Linked DNA regions of Oryctolagus cuniculus: region 2 is linked to region 1. The links are chromatin contacts, called in public Hi-C maps. All regions are on one chromosome and are shown on one strand. The core of a region is the stretch at or near the end of the contact, and the rest is flanking DNA. Distances in the headings are between cores, read along the strand shown. Region 1 holds the start of PRKAG3 (protein kinase AMP-activated non-catalytic subunit gamma 3). Region 2 holds the start of TTLL4 (tubulin tyrosine ligase like 4).

Region 1 (7,970 bases), core at 1,396-3,895:
AAGTCTTTACGATATTATTTTTCAGTGTTTTTAAGAAGATGCTATTGAGGGGCCGGCGCTGTGGCACAGCGGGTTAAAGCTCCAGCCTGTAGCACCGGCATCCCATATGGACAATGGTTTGAGTCCCGGCTGCTCCACTTGAGATCCAGTTCCCTACTGATGCGCCCGGGAAAGCAGTGGAGGGCGCCCCTGCACCCACATGGGAGACCTGAAGGAAGCTCCTGGCTCCTGGCTTCAGATCAAATCTGCTCAGCTCCAACCATTTGGGGAGTGACCCAGCAGACAGAACACCTCTCTCTGTAACTCTTTCAAATAAATAAATCAAATAAATCTTTTTTTTTTTAAAAAGATGCTATTTATATGTTATCTAGTTTTTTTGTTTGTTTGTTTGTTTGCTTGCTTTTTTAGTGAAAGGCTTTTTATTTCAACCATCATTTTATTTCAGTGATCCATCCATGTAGCCACAAGGTCACTCTGTACAGAGGAGAGAAAGGTCTGCTGGGTCACTCCCCACATGACCACAACAGCCAGGGCTGATCCAGGCTGAAGCCAGGAGCCAGGAACTCCATCCAGGTCTTCCCCATGGGTGGCAGGGCCCGAGCACTTGGGCCATCCTCTGCTGCTTCCCCAGGTGCATCAGCAGGGAGCGTTAGCCGGGATCGGAAGTGCAGCAGCCGGGACTCAAACTGGAGTTCTGAAGTGGATGCTGGCGCCCCAAGAGGCGGCTCAACCCACTGCGGTTCTGCGCCAGCCCTGATCAGCCCTCTCTCACCAGCCTCTGCAGGGAGTTGGCATGGCAACTTCATGGGTCCTGGAGGGGTGCAGCCACACCTTCTTTTTGCCACCGTGAGGAACCCTGGAGGGACCTCTCTGAGTACCCCGGCCTGCGGCTGTGGCAGCGGAAGGACAGAGGTGTTTGCTGACGGAGTGGCCCGCCGCAGTGTCCCAATCTTGCACGGTACTCTTTTCCCTCCCGGAAGGCGCCACCCTTGAAACGGAAAACCCGGCAGCAGGTGCACCACTTCCTGCTGGAGGCGATGAACAGGGAAAGCCTCCCCTCCCCTCCTCGACCGGCTTTCATTTCAACGTAGGCTGCTGGTCCCGGTGCTGGCACATGCCGGGGCTCAAGGACTCCCTGCTGGTGATTTCCAGACTTGGCTTCCTAGGAAGCCTCCCAGAAAACCTAGCCCCAGTCTCGTCCGCCATTTTCACTGAGCAGCACCGCCCCCGCCCCCTTGGTTTACGCTAATTGCCTTTCCTTTTTCATGTTGTATTTGAAAGGCAGAAAGAGAGAGATCTTCCATCTGCTGGTTGTTCTCCCCAGTTGCTGATAACAAGCCAGGGCGGGCCAGGCCAAAGCCAGGAACCTGGAACTCAATCCAGGGTCTCCCATGTGAGTCGCGGGGTCTCAAGACTTGACCAACTTCTGCTTCCCGAGGTGCACATTGGCAGAAAGGTGGAATGGGCGAGCAGAGCTGAGACGCAAACCCAGGCAGTCTGATAGGAGATGCGGGCATCCCAAACAGGGTCTTTACTGCTGTATCAAAATGCTCACTCTCCTTTTTCTCTGTCTCTCCCTCTCTCTGTCTGTAACTCTACCTCTCAAATAAATAAATAAGATCTCTAAAAATAATTAATGCTCACCCTTTGAATTGTTTTTCAAATGCCCCCTATATCTTGAGACCTTGCTGTGGCTGAATTCACACCCCACGTCCCCAGAGCCTGTGCAGGTGCCCAGGCCTCTGTTAACTCTGATATCAATGAGAACTCTTTGAGCTGCAGGTGACATACGTCCCAATTCAAACAGCACTAAACGAGAAGATTCTGTGGGTTCCTGAACTGAGAACCCCGGTGGGAGGTCTTCAGGTACAGTGTGACCCAGGACTGCAGTGAATGGCAGGAGGACCCGGTCTTTTTCACCATGGCTCTTTGCCCTCTGTGTTGGCTTCGTCCTCAGGTTGCCCCACTCCGCACGGTAACCCCTAGAATCTCCACACCTACATCCTCACAGCTCCCGTTCCAGTGCGAAGGAGTTCCTGGTAGCAAACATCTCGGGACTTGCCCTGGGTGGACTGATTCTGCCAATGCCCCTCCCCCTCACTGTAACCAGGGGCACTTGCTGTGCTCACTGGCTCAGTCTGAACCAGAGGAATACCTCCTGGAACCCCCCACGGAACTCCTTCCCACAGCACTTGCTCCAAATCGTGGTTCCCTAAAAGGGAAACCTAGGAGCTTCCCCCCAAAGAAGAGTAAAGGGATCCTGGGGGAGCAAATCAACTTCTGCCCATACGACTCCCCACCCCCACCCCAGCCCACAGAACGGAAACCGGTGGAGCAGGGCTCGGGGCAGACAAGACTGCATTAACCGGCTGTGGGTTCTGTCCAGGTCCTGGAGACGCTGGCCCCGGCGCAGCTCTGCGCAGCCGCGCACAGACAGGGCGGGAGCCGAGGCATCTGGGTGACAGACAGGAAGACTTGCGCTCGCCGCCTCCCAGCTTCTCTGGCACGCGAGACTTCGCTTATGATTTATCAGCTATGGGTCCCCTCCAGGCGGCTCCCTTGGCCTCTGCAAGCTGTTTTTCTCCGTCTGATATAAAAATAACACCTAAACAGGATCCCCAACTCGATGTCCCAGGCAAATCAGCTCCCCGGAGGCGGCAGCCAATCCCGCCGTGGGGTCAGGATGCAGGGCCCCGATTACACAGCCTTCAGGAAATACGATCGCACGGCCACAGGCGAAAATCAATCACCCACGGAGGATTGGTTACCCGGCTGTGGCCAGTTGCGTCTGTTGATTCTTGCCTTGCCAAAGGGGCTGGGTGGGGGCCCGGCTGGCGGCGAGAGCAGGAGGGGAATTCCAAGAATCAAAGGACAACACAGGGCAGGGCCGGAACTGGAAAATCGGGGCGCGCGGGGCGGGGGGGGGGGGTCTCAGTGTAGAGCAGCGCCACTGTCAGCCCCCAGCCCAAGTCCTTCCAGACCCTGAACTTGAGGACAACCTACGCGGCTGGAGGTGTAGCAACACTGGAAGCAGGTGGCCAGGTAATAATAATAGTAACCACTTACTGAGCACATATATTTTTTGCATGATCTGTGCTTTCCATAAAGCCGAGCGGTTAAGTTGTGGGCACCAGGCAGTCCAGGCAGCCCGGGGTTAATGCTTGCTCCATCTCCCTAGCTTTGAGATTTTGATCAAATTACTTACTCTATTTATGCCTCGGTCTTCTCATCTGTATCACTGCAGTAAGAAAAATATTTACGTCCTAGGGTTGCAAGGGATCGAGTGGGGTATCGCATGGAACGTGGTGTGCACGGCGTCTACTCAATGCCACGTGCTGCATAGACACGAAGGGTCTTCATTTGCACAGCGCAAAGTGGATGTGTGAATGAAGAGAGGCTAGATGAGACAGAGGCTGATTTTTTTTTTTAAGATTTATTTATGTATTTGAAAGAGTTACACAGAGAGAGGAGGAGAGGTAGAGAGAAAGAGAGAGGTCTTCCATCTGCTGCTTCACTCCCCAGTTGGCCACAATGGCCAGAGCTGTGCCAATCCGAAGCCAGGAGCCAGGAGCTTCTTCCAGGTCTCCCACACGAGTGCAGGGGTCCAAGGACTTGGGCCATCTTCTACTGCTTTCCCAGGCCACAGCAGAGAGCTGGATCGGAGTGGAGCAGCTGGGACTCGAACTGGCACCCATATGGGATGCCGGCACTGCAGGAGACAGCTTTACCCGCTATGCCACAGCACCAGTCCCAGAGGTTGATTTCCCTTAGCAATACAGGCTAGGTGGGCAAAGCAGAGTGGGAGTAGGGGAGTGCTAGGGTTTGTAAGTTCTTATGTCAAAAGCTTGTCCCCAAAGCCACAGAGTTGGGAGATGGGTCCTTGCAGAGGTGACGTGGTACGGGTGTCTGCCTTCACAAATGGATCCAAGTAACCATGACGGAGCAGGTCCTTATCACGGGAAATGGGTTCATTGTCGTGAGAGTGGGTTGATTACACACGAGAACTCGAGACATGGGGCAGTCAGCCTGCCTTTAAGTCGTCCACATCCTGCAATGCAGTGCCCGGGTTCGAGTCCCAGCCCCGGATCCTGACTCCAGCTTCCTGCTAATGCAGACCTGGGAGGCACTGGTGGTTGCTCAAGTAGTTGGGTTCCTGCCACCCACGTGGGAGACCCAGCTTGAGTTCCTGGCCCCCAGCTTCCGCCCCCAACCTGGCCATGGTGGTCTTTCTGTGTCTCTCTGTGGCTGTTTCCATCCCTGCCTCTCAAATTTTGGAAAAAAAAAATTTAAGGTTTATTTATTTTCCAATTCACTGGTTCACTCCCCAAATGGCCCAACAAATGGGCCAGGCCGAAGCCAGGAGTCTGGACCTCCATCCAGGTCTTCCGCATGGGTACAGGGACCCAAACACTTGGACCATCCTCTGCTGCTTTCCCAGGGGCGTTCAGAGGGAGCTGGACTGGAGGTGGAGCACACGGGACGCTGGCGTCTGGTGTCGCAGGTGGCGGCTTAACCTGCTGTGCCACCGCACTGACCCCTAAACCACCTCTTCTAACCGAGCCCCGTGCCTCCAGCTTGTAGGACTTGGCTGGCCGAACCAGGCAGCAGCCAGCACACACCAACGGCCTGCGGCTCTCCGGCCAGTTTCCGTGAGTGCTGTGTTCCTGAAACAAAGCAACACTCGCTTCTTACTCCCCGCTCTCTGCTCTCCAGTCTCTAAAGCAGGGTCACTGTTTCAGGCTCTCCATGTAGCACCACTTCAGATGCGGCATCCTGCATGTGTTAGGAGATGGGTGTGACTGCCGAACCAAAGGCGCGGTTTAAAGATGTCTTCGAGAAGAAAACTTCTCACTGCAGGCATGGAGAGCCAAGGCACTGTGGCAACAAAGGACCTACACGAAAGATCTCTGCGAGTGGGATCCTAGCAGAAAGAATGGGCCATCAAAGGAGGAGGTGCCTTTCTCTGAAGGGAGAACTTCCACTTTGACTATGACCTTGTCTAAATAAGGTCGGAGCTTGTGAACTCAAGAGGCTTCCACAGCCTTGGCAGCTCATGACAAGAGCCTCGGGTGATTACTGATGCCATAAACAAGAGTGTCAATTGTTAAATCAACAACAGGAGTCACTGTGTACCTGCTCCCCGTGTAGGATCTCTGTCCTTAGTGTGTTGTACTATGAGAATTAACAGTAAAACTAGACTTCAAACAGTACTCTATACTTTGTGTGTCTGTGTGGGTGCGATCTGTTGAAATCTTTACTTAGTATAGAGCTGTTCTTCTGTATATAAAGATAATTAAAAATGGACCTTAATGAAGAATGGGATTGGAGAGGGAGTAGGAGGTGGGACAGTTTGGGGGTGGGAGGGTGGTTATGGGGAGAAGAACTCCTATATTCCAAAAGCTGTACCTGTGAGATGTATATTTATTAAGTAAAAGCTTTCTGTAAACACAGAAGAAAGCTGATTTGTCTTTTACATAATAGTCTGTAGACTGTAAAGCTGGGAGACTGACTCAGGAACCCTTCACAAATGTTTTCCAACTTGCGTACAAGGTAGATGCCTTAGCTCCTGCCATCACATTCGCATTCCAACCACCAGAAAGGGAAAAGGGAGAGGGTAACTCATGCCTCTTTTGCTTCAGGCCTGACCTGGAAATTGCTTCCACCCCTTCTACTCACATCACATAGGCCACACTTGGCTGCACGAGCACGTTTTGCTGCAAGGCAGGTTGGGGAGCTAAGTCTTTTTATGGGGAATGATTCCAGCTAAAAGTCACACAATTCTGTTACTAAAGGAAGCAAAGAAAAACGGCATTGGAGGGCGACTGGCAGTCTCCCTCACGGAATGTCTGCAACCTCATAACGTGCTCCAGGAAACAGGCTCAGAGAAAACAAACACTTTCCAAGGCTGTGTGGCAAGCACACAGGGAAACTGCTTCCACTGGGTCTGTCTGCTCTCAAGTCTGGCTTTTCATCACAGCTAGTCAACATATTCTGGCCACATAAATGCTGCCTGGCTCTCCACAGAGATGGGCACTATCAGTGCAGTTGGAGAGATGCAATCCGGGAAGACTTCCTGAAAGAGGAGGGCCTGCTACTGGCCCTGCAGCGTGGAGCAGAGAGAATGGAATACAGCAGGGAAAGGCAATTGTGTGCACCACGCCTGTTCTGTATCTGGTTGGCTATGGAGGGGGCCCAGGGCCTAAGGGGGCGGGCTGGGAGCTGGGAGTGGGGGCTTTCCAGGTCCTCTCCATCATGACCCCCAGGGTGGTCCCCTGGCCTTCCCACTGTCTGATCTGTCCCCACGAACTCTGCTTTGGAAGTTCCATCATCCGGGGCCAGACAGGGACAGGCCACAGAGATCCTATCCCAGCCGCAACAGGCATGAGAAGGCACAGTGCCCTCCTTCTCCGTTCTCCTCCACGCCCCACCCTGGCCCCCAGGCAGCCCAGGCGCATTGAGGGATGATGGGAAATCTGCTCAATACATTCAGCAAGAACCCGGCGAAACCTGGCTGGGGTGGCAGGAGCTGGAAGGAGGCGAGGAGGGGAGGGGCGGGGCAGCGGAGCCAGAGCAGCTGGGTCAGCAGTCCCCATTTGGACACTGACTCAGGCCCCAGGAATGCCAAGGAAGGGGGCGGGCAGCCACCAGAGCCAGGCTGGGATCCCACTGGCACCAGGGGATGTAGGAGCCATCCGCCCAGGCCGCTGGGGGCTGGGGCTCCTGCACAGCTGGGCACGCCTCCCAGCCACAGAGACACAGGTGCCTCTTCCACTGTGGACAGGTGCAGGCCCAGAGCCCCCTCCCCCTCCCCCCCCGCCGCCAGCTCTCCACCTCCGAGACAGGGACACACTCTCGGGATGCCAATGGAGACACTGCCGGCTCTCCCAGCCCCACCCTCCCAGCCCCCGTCTGGCCTTGTCTCCAGTTGTCCCTGCAATTGTCCTAACTTCAGCACCAGCCTGGTTGAACCACACACAGGGGAGCAAATGGAACTCAACCACCTCCACTTCCCCGCCCGCCCCAGCGAAGGTGGGAGAGGGCCTCCTCCCAGCGCCCACAACCCCACAGCACGCCAAGCCACCTCCCTCCACAGCAGGGTCTCTCTAGCAGGCTCTCTGCGAGGGGCAGGCATCAATCAGGATTCCCAGGTGCACCCCTTCCCTCCGCACCCGCCCACCCTGTAGGCTGCGGAGCTGCAGCAGCTGAGTGGGGCTGACACCTCCCTCCCCGCGGCCGGACACCCAATCAGAGAGAACCCGATCCGGGCCGGGCTGAGGGCCAGGAGCCAGGCCCAGAATAGTACCGCCCAGCCACAGTGCCGCGCACTCGCTCTCCGTGCTCGGGGCTGGCCGCATGGAGCCGGAGCTGGAGCCCGCTCTGCGCAGGGTACGGGGTCCCAGGGGTTCCACGGTGGGCGCCTGTGCGTGCGGCCGCCCCTGTGTGTCTGGCCTGGCTTTTCTCTGTGTGTGTGTGTGTGCGTGCGCAGGCCAGGAGGTGCCTGGTGGCTCTGCCAGGGTCCAGGAGTGGCCGGATGTGTGTGTCTGTGTGTTCCATGGCCTCTGGCTGTGCGTGTGTGGCTGCGTGTGCTTGTGCAGGGGGCGGGGGGTGTGAGGACCTCCTCACCCCTCAGACACTGGTTTTTCTCACAGATCCCATCCTGGAGCAGCCTCGGGGGCCCTGAGCCTCAAGGTGGGTGGACTTCGTCCTTTCCCGGGCCCCTTCTGCCACATCCTTTGTCCCCCACCTTTCTGGGATGCAACACCCAGCCCCACCGCAACTGGATTTTGTCTTTCTCTCCTTCCCCTTCTTTCTCCTCGGTACTGCTTCCTCCTGTCCCCAGGCAAGAGCCTCTCCACTTCTCGTCCCTCTTTTCAGAACAGCAGGGGCATCGGATAGCTGAAGACTTGGAGCTCAGTGCCGACTCTGCCTCTTCTTAGCTGTGTGACTTGTAGCAATTCGCTCCACCTCTC
Region 2 (7,970 bases), core at 3,875-6,374, 130 kb after region 1:
GGAGGATTAGCCTAGTGAGTCATGCAGGCCTAAGATGCTATTTTCACCTTTCACCCTGGGCTGACCTTGGAGCAAAAGCAATGGTGAAGAAAACAGCTGGAACCCCAGCATGAATCAAGACAACACATGGGTCTGATTCTTCACTTCTAGATACTTCTTGGCCACTCAGTGAAGAATAAATGCCAATTCTACTTGATGACACATTAAAAATTGTATTAAATCTTGAACCTTGAGAATGCATCTTTTTTTTAAAAAAAATTATTCATTTATTTGAAAGGTAGAGTTACAGAGTGATGCAGAGACGCAGAGAAATCTTCCATCTGCTGGTTCACTCCCCAAATGGCCGTGGCTAGACAAGGCCACCAGGAGCCTGGAGCTTCCTCGGGTCTCCCACGTGGGTGCAGGGCCACAAGTGCTTGGGCCATTTTCCACTGCTTTTCCAGGCACATTAACAGGGAGCTGGACTGGCACCCAAGCACACCTGCTATGCCACAACCCTGGCACTGAGTATGCAACTTTTTAATATCCTGTATGACCAAATGGGAAGTACATATGAAACACTGATGCTGGATAGAAGATGCCAACTGTCTCTAAGCAAAGCATTTGTTTGCGCTGCAAGGTTTTCAGGGGAACACCATGTTTATTTGGAAGAGTGACTGACACATAAGCAATATTATTCAGGCTTTGCTATTTGGCAGACAAGTTCTGCAAAGTAAAACAAAGCGAGTCTGTCACTTCAAAGAAAACAACTGGCAGTATTTGCTGCCAATGATAAAATCTGAATTTCCAAAAGAAAATTAGAATCTTGGCAAAACTGTATCTGCTACCATGAGCATCCCAGTATTTACTGCCTTCATGAAGAGTTTGTAGTGAGGACATGAATGTGATTTTTAGATACTGCATTCTCCACCCACCACAAGAGACTAGAGTCATGCACTGGACGTGAGGGCCAAAGTGAGAGATACATTTCAACGTAACAAAGTAGGAAAGTTTCTCTGATAGCCTCTCAGATTCCACTTTACAAGTAACCTTTACAAAGTCTTGCTTGGTGTAGCACCAAAGAGCACCACAGTTCTCTGAACAGGCTGTTGGGGTACTCCTCCCCTTTCCAAGGAAGTATCAGTGAGGCAGGGTACAAACAATGAATGCAGAAAGACAGGAACATCCTGCTGTCTTCTTCTAAACCGGACATCAAGGGAGCTGCAAAAACAACCCTGAAGCAGCAGCATTTTTCATTCAAAAAACTCTACTTATGTTAACTTATGTTAATCATCACATGCTAATAGCGCTACCCAACAACATGATATCATTTCCAAATGAAAATTCCAGTTTCTAATTTGGTAAATATGAAGATAGGGATCCCACATTTAAAAAAAACTAAAAACTGAAGATCTCAAAGACCTTTTTGAAGCCCTGAGTACGGAACGCGTTGCGTGTGAGAACCACTGGTCTAGAGCAGCACTGCCCGGCCAGGATTAGCCGTGAGGCTGTGGAGGACAAAGCCCTTTGTATTTGAGGGCCAAAGAGAGACAAGCACTCTCAGTATTTGTTCCCAGCTCTGCCGGAACAGAGGGTGAGAAGTTCAATTCACTGAGAAAAAGCTTTGCTCTGCATTTCGCTGACAGGCCAAAGCACCTGATCGCATGTTAAAATCCAGGGAGCCTATCATCAGACAATTCCAGGGTCATAAGGAATCTGGTGGGAAACGAAACCCAATTCCAGATCATAAACACAAACAGACCCTGACGTTCCGGCATCATTAGACAGTCTGGCAGCAAGTGACGGCTTTCCACCCGCATACTCACGTCCACATTTGGTCCCCTTCTCCCACCCCATTTCCTCTGCCCATCTTTCAATACTGGCGCTCCTCTGAGCTCAGTCTTGTCAATTTGCCTGCATACAGTAAGCACTCAACAATGGCAGCTGCAATCAACAGCTTCACACTTTCCCAGAGCAACCTCTTCTAATCCCACGACTTCAACAACCAGCTACCTCCTACATCCTCATCACCATCATCATCCAGACCCTTGTCGTGAGTGCCAGGGCTCCCCCACCCACTCGCAGCACGTCCAAATGTCACTCCTGTAATCTTTCCCTCAGGCTGCCTGTCCTTCCACCGCCTGCCTCACGGAAGTCAGCACGCTAGGATCATGCCACACTGCTCCTTGCCCACGGTCCCCATTAGGTGCTGCCAATCCTGCCATTGTGAATCTCTCTCTAAACCGCCCCATTCCTGCTGCAGCAGCCACAAAGTCTTCACCACTGTAACTTTTCTCATTCGCTCCCCACTTCTGACCTAAAATCTCTCCTATTCTATCTACACACGGACACTATGGTAATCTCAAACAGAAACCAGATGCTACGTCCTACTGCCTTCTATCTTCCTCCCGGAACACACTCCTCAAACGGTTTTACTCATGTAGCCCAAAATTTTAAAAACCATACTCATATACTCTTTACACATCTTGAAGTTAACAACTAAAACGTTAAAAATAAGTGTAAAGCTTATTTTTTGGTTAGGAGGTAGAAAATAGTAACCATTTTACTTACAAAATAAAGAAATGGAGTAATTATAATTGGAATAAATATTTGATCACATGATTTGATAAAATGCTTTTAACTATCTTATTAAGTCTTTTTTTTTTTTTTTTTTAATTTTTGACAGGCAGAGTGGACAGTGAGAGAGAGAGACAGAGAGAAAGGTCTTTCCTTTGCTGTTGGTTCACCCTCCAATGGCCACCGCGGCTGGTGCGCTGCGGCCGGCACATCGCGCTGATCTGATGGCAGGAGCCAGGTGCTTTTCCTGGTCTCCCATGCGGGTGCAGGGCCCAAGGACCTGGGCCATCCTCCACTGCACTCCCGGACCATAGCAGAGAGCTGGCCTGGAAGAGGGGCAACTGGGACAGAATCCGGCGCCCCGACCGGGACTAGAACCCGGTGTGCCGGCGCCGCAAGGCGGAGGATTAGCCTAGTGAGCCGCGGCGCCGGCCTTTATTAAGTCTTTAACTACCTTATTAAACACACACCGGGGCCAGCGCTGTGGAGTAGTAGATTAATGTCCCTGCCTGCAGTGCCAGCATCCCATATGGGCGCCAGTTTGAGTCCCAGCTGCTCCACTTCCAATCCAGCTCTCTGCTATGGCCTGGGAAAGCAGTGGAAGATGGTCCAAGTCCTTGGGCCCCTGCACCTACGTGGAAGACCCAAAAGAAGCTCCTGGCTTCAGCTCCGGCCGTTGCAACCATTTGGGGAGTGAACCAGCAGATGGAAGATACCTCTCTGCCTCTCTGTATCTCTGCCTACCAAATAAATAATAAAGTGTTGTGACTACAGTTTAAAAATAAATAAATGTAACATACACCTAAACTAAATCTCTTAAAAAAAAAAAAAAAAACCTTCATGCAAGTTTTATCTAACTTATCTAAGCTTTTAGTTCTAAAAAAACGCATGATCCAAAGACATGTTACGGTTAACTGACTACTGTGTTCTGAATTCAGAACATCCCAATCAGGACCAAGCTTCACACTGACAGCTACACACATTAGGCAGGGAGAGGGAAGCCTTCTGGGTTTGTGAGGTAGTTAACCAGCAAGGGAGGCTTCCCTGAAATCAGTATTTCCAAAGTATCCCTTATCTTGGCAGTGCGAGAGCTGATGCTCCCCCCACCCCCTTTTCTTCCTAAGGGCAGTTTAGAAGAGGTCACTTGGAAGCTGAGGATCTGGAAATGTACTAATCTAAAGCTACAGGTGCAGGTGCATCCCCAGAAACCTTGGGCCCTGATTACACCGGCTTGAACACCCGTGCTCCAGCAGATGCAGTTCTAACCCAGCAAAGCACACAAGTCCTCCCGTGGTCCTGTCAACTTCCCTCTCCATCTTAGCCATTGGATGGCTCCCTCGGAACCCTGCTTAGCTCTGTCAAACTGTATCCATTTCTCTTACTGTCTTTCCTAGAGTTATTCTGTATCTGCAAGGCCCTCACACCACTTTATTCCCAGAAAGAAAACAACTGATAACTTTTCAAAGCCGGTTCAGACCAATCAGTAAGCAGCTGGGAACGCTCTGGGCACCAAACAGGTGGTTTTTATGCAATGCCTGAGTATTTATTGCAAGAAATGTTAGGGTGGAATGCAACACTGCCCCAAAGGATCTCCCAGATGCTTACTGATTGGCTGAATCCACAGGTGCTGGAAGTTAAACACGACGTGATTGGCAGTATCTGAGAGAAAGCCGGATGCCTCCATAAAGGCAGGGCTAAAATACTTCCTAAACCCAGAACGGGAATGAGCACAAAGTACCCTTCCAAGGAAGTCCAGGTCCAGCACCTCTCCCGGCACACTGCTTGCTCACTGGCTAAAAGCCCCCGCTGGCGTATTAGCTCCGTGAAACACACTTGCCTGGTTGCCAACGAAACCCCGCCCGGCCTCAGCCCCTTTCACAGTACCCGGGCTCATTAAATACCTGCCCACGCTGATTAAAAACTGCTTCCTGCAGACGTGAAGGAATGAATGGAGGGGGCCGGCCCGGTTTCAATCTGCAGCTTAGGAAAGGGTTTCTCCATAGATACTCGGGGTGGGAAGTCAAGAAGTAGGCATCCCCGTTCGGCTCCGAAACCCGAGAGCAGCTAGGGCTCCCGCCCAGGTGGAGTTTCAACCGCAGCGCGGCGGGAAAGCGGCGGCACCGGGCCAGGGCGAGGGGTGCAGCAGGGTGCTTCGGGCACCCAGAGCGTGGCCAACTAAGTTCCCCGGGCGTGGCGGAGTCGGGGGGAGAAGTCCCGGCGGGGGCAGGCCGCGGCCCCTCGCCGCGGAGCTGGGGGGTGGAGAGTTGGCGGGCCGGGAGCGGGACCGGGGTGGGAGCGGTCCCAGAGCCGCGGACCGGCGCCGATGGGCCCGCCGGGCGGAGGGACGGAAAGGGGGTGCCGGGCCGGCGGAGGGGCTGGGGCCGGTGCGGCCAGCTCCGCCGCCACACTCACCTAAGGGATCCAGCTTCGCCTGGGCTCGGCGCCGGCTCCGCGCTCCTCCTCCCTCGGCCTGCAGGGCGAGCTGGCGGCCTCAGGCGCCCCTAGCAACCACGCATCGCCACGCGACCCGCGCACTCAGCCGCCGTCGCCGCTGCCGCCCGCCACGCACTTCGCGCGCCCCCAGCGGACAGACCGAGGCCTGGGCGGGGCGGGGCGGGCGCGAGGCGAGCGCGCGGAATCTCGGGGGTTGTGGGGCCTGGGAGGGTGGGGAGTCATCGGCCGCGAGCACGCGCAGTCCCTTGCGGGCTGTGGGGCTCGGCGAGCGGAATTCTGGGAGATGTAGTCCTGTGGTGAAAGCTCTGAAAGGCTCCGTTCTAGGAATCCAGAATTCTCCCTTCCTACCCTGATTCCACCTAATCCTTGTGGACCTTGCCTTTGGCCGAGCCTCAGTTCGCTCTTCTGCCGAGCTCTATTAAAGAACTTACAGTAAAAGCCTTGAGTTTGAGCCCAGGAAAGGGTGGGGAGCGCGATCCCATCCACTCTGCCTCCCTCCAACCTACCTGGTGGTGCACACCACAACGCCTGCTTTCTTTATGGCTTCAAGTGTGAACGTTAGGAAATACGAACCCCACTCATTATTTCATTGTCTCCCCAAGCAAGACAAATGTGCCCCGGGTCTCCCTTTCCCTAGACCGGATGGATTTGCAGACTTAGAAAGCTGGGGGGAGGAGGGTGGTGGCAGTCGAAGGTAAGACGAACCTGATGAAAACAATCTGGACAGTAAGTCAACAAATGACCTAGACAAGGCATAGTCGGATGTTACACTACAAGTGATTGGGAGGATGTCTTCCATCACGTAGGTAATGCGGCAGATCTGTGTGTTTACATCTAGCACGTGCACTGATGTAAACACGCAGGAAACGTTGTAGAAGGGAATATATTTGGGGCAGTCAAGCCAAGGGGCAAGGTGATCTCAAGACCAAAGCCAGGACCCCAAACAGCCATCAGTTACAATTTTTATAGTTTGCTTAAAAAAAAAATATTTATTTGTTGGAAATTCAGTTAGAGAGACAGGGAGAGACAGAGAGACCTTCCATCCACTAGTTCACTCCCCAGATGGCTGCAATGGCCAGAGTTGGACCAGGCCTCCTATGTAGGTACAAGAGGCCCAAGCACTTGGGCCATCTTCCACTGCTTTCCCAGGCACATTAGCAGGGAGCTGGATTGAAAGCAGAGCAGCCTGGACTCAAACAGGGGCCTATATGGGATACCAGTGCTGCAGGCGGTGGCTTTACCCACTATGCCACAGTGCCAGCTTTATACTTAGCCTTTAGAGAAGTTACACATATTCATTTTGGGGAAGTCCTAGGAAGGGATATGCATATTCAAAAAAGGCATGCATGTCCTCCAAGTTACCATATATGTTCATGTATTTCATGCCAAATTTAGGATGGAGATTTCTCATTCTTATAAGGGAGCTTCAAGCTTTCTATGAAAGAAAGGTGAAAATGAGGACAAGAATCATTGGTTACATCCAAAATCCCTAATTTGGCTTTAGCCAGATTCAGGTCTTTAGTTCTTTTTCCTTTTTTTTTTTTCTTAAGATTTATATATTTGGGGACCAGCGCTGTGATGTACAAGGTTAAGCCTCTGCCTGCAGTGCCAGAATCCCACATGGGTGCTGGTTCAAGTCCTGGCTGCTCCACTCTGATTCAGCTCTCTGCTAATGTGCCTGGGAAAGCAGCAGAGGATGACCCAAGTGCTTGGGCCACTGTACTCATGTGGGAGACCCAGAAGCAGCTCTGAGCTCCTGGCTTAGATCTGGCCCAGCCCCAGGCTGCTGTGGCCATTTGGAGAGTGAACCAGCAAATGGAATAGCTCTTTCTCTCTGTCTCTCTCCCTCACTTCCTAACTGTGCCTTTCAGATAAATAAAATAAATCTTAAACCACAACTGAATGTGAATCTTCTTATCGTTACCCCTCCATTGGTCTTCCCCATTCAGTTCATGGGAATCCCATCCTTCCAGTAGCTTGGGCCAAAACTCTTAGCCATGTCTGACTCCTTTTCTGGTCACACGGTCAGTTAAGAACTGTTAGCTCCATGTTTAAAACATTCAAAATATGGCTTCTTACCACCCCACTGGTACCACCTGAGTCCAAAATACCATTCTCTCTCCCCTCGATTCTACCCACCTTGACCCACAACACATTTGCAAACAGAACGAAGTGTGATCCTTTCAGCACATACAGATCCCGTCACCTCCCTGAGCAAATCCTCCAACAGATCCCTGCTGTATTCAGAGTAAAACCCCACGCCTTCACCCAGGTCTACAAAGTCAACACCTGACCTCGCCATGGCCTTCCTGGCCTCATGTCCTACTACGCTCCCCCTCCTTACCTTACTCCATCCAAGCTGGCTCCTCTTAGCTGCTCAAGTGCACCAGGCACCTCTCCATCTCAGTCCCTCGAAAGCGATCACTTTCTCTGCACACCCATTCCCTCACCTCCTCCAGTCCTTGCTCAATTTCACCTTCCCAAGAGGCCTATCCTGACCAACCCAGCCCTCCTCGACCCCTTTTCACCGCTGTATCTTTCTCCAGAGCTTGTAACACTTTCCTACTTACTATATATAATTCACTTATTTTATTATATTCACTACCTCCCTCCACCAGAATGGAAACTCTTATAACAGACAGGTATTTTTTTTAATCTCCAGTGCCTAGAACAGTATCTGACACATAAGAAAGGATTCATTAAATATATCTTGAGTGCCAGTGTTGTGGTGTAGCGTGGTAAGCTGCTACCTGTGACACAAGCATCCCATGTGGGCACCAGTTCAAGCCCCAGATGCTCCACTTTGGATCCAGCTCCCTGCTAATGTGCCTGGGAAAAGTGGAGAAAGGCCTAAGTACTTGGAATACTGCACCTACGTGGGAGACCTGGAAAAAGCCCCTGGTTCCTGGCTTCAGTCTGACCCAGTCCTGGCTGTTGTGGCCACTTGGGGAGTGAACCAG

What was found. A called contact is a pair of places that touch in the nucleus more often than the background predicts.
Region 2: a Hi-C map of psoas muscle shows a contact between it and region 1, with 4 times the contacts expected there. The contact joins the promoter of TTLL4 here to the enhancer-like site in region 1. A contact is called at or near these places in 2 of 6 Hi-C or Micro-C datasets (ear pinna and psoas muscle).

What each region holds. Positions count from the first base shown.
Region 1 is chr3:20,606,621-20,614,590 of mOryCun1.1, forward strand. PRKAG3 (protein kinase AMP-activated non-catalytic subunit gamma 3) reads left to right here and starts at 7,305. Exons shown (of 14, transcript XM_002712482.4): 1 at 7,305-7,386; 2 at 7,650-7,689. The coding sequence starts at 7,354. Within about 2 kb of position 2,646, at least 2 of the 8 cell types and tissues checked have an H3K27ac peak or open chromatin away from gene starts, as enhancers often do. A contact at or near this core is called in ear pinna, where this site is marked.
Region 2 is chr3:20,734,313-20,742,282 of mOryCun1.1, forward strand. It overlaps TTLL4 (tubulin tyrosine ligase like 4), which reads right to left and starts at 5,125. Exons shown (of 20, transcript XM_017343131.3): 1 at 4,969-5,125.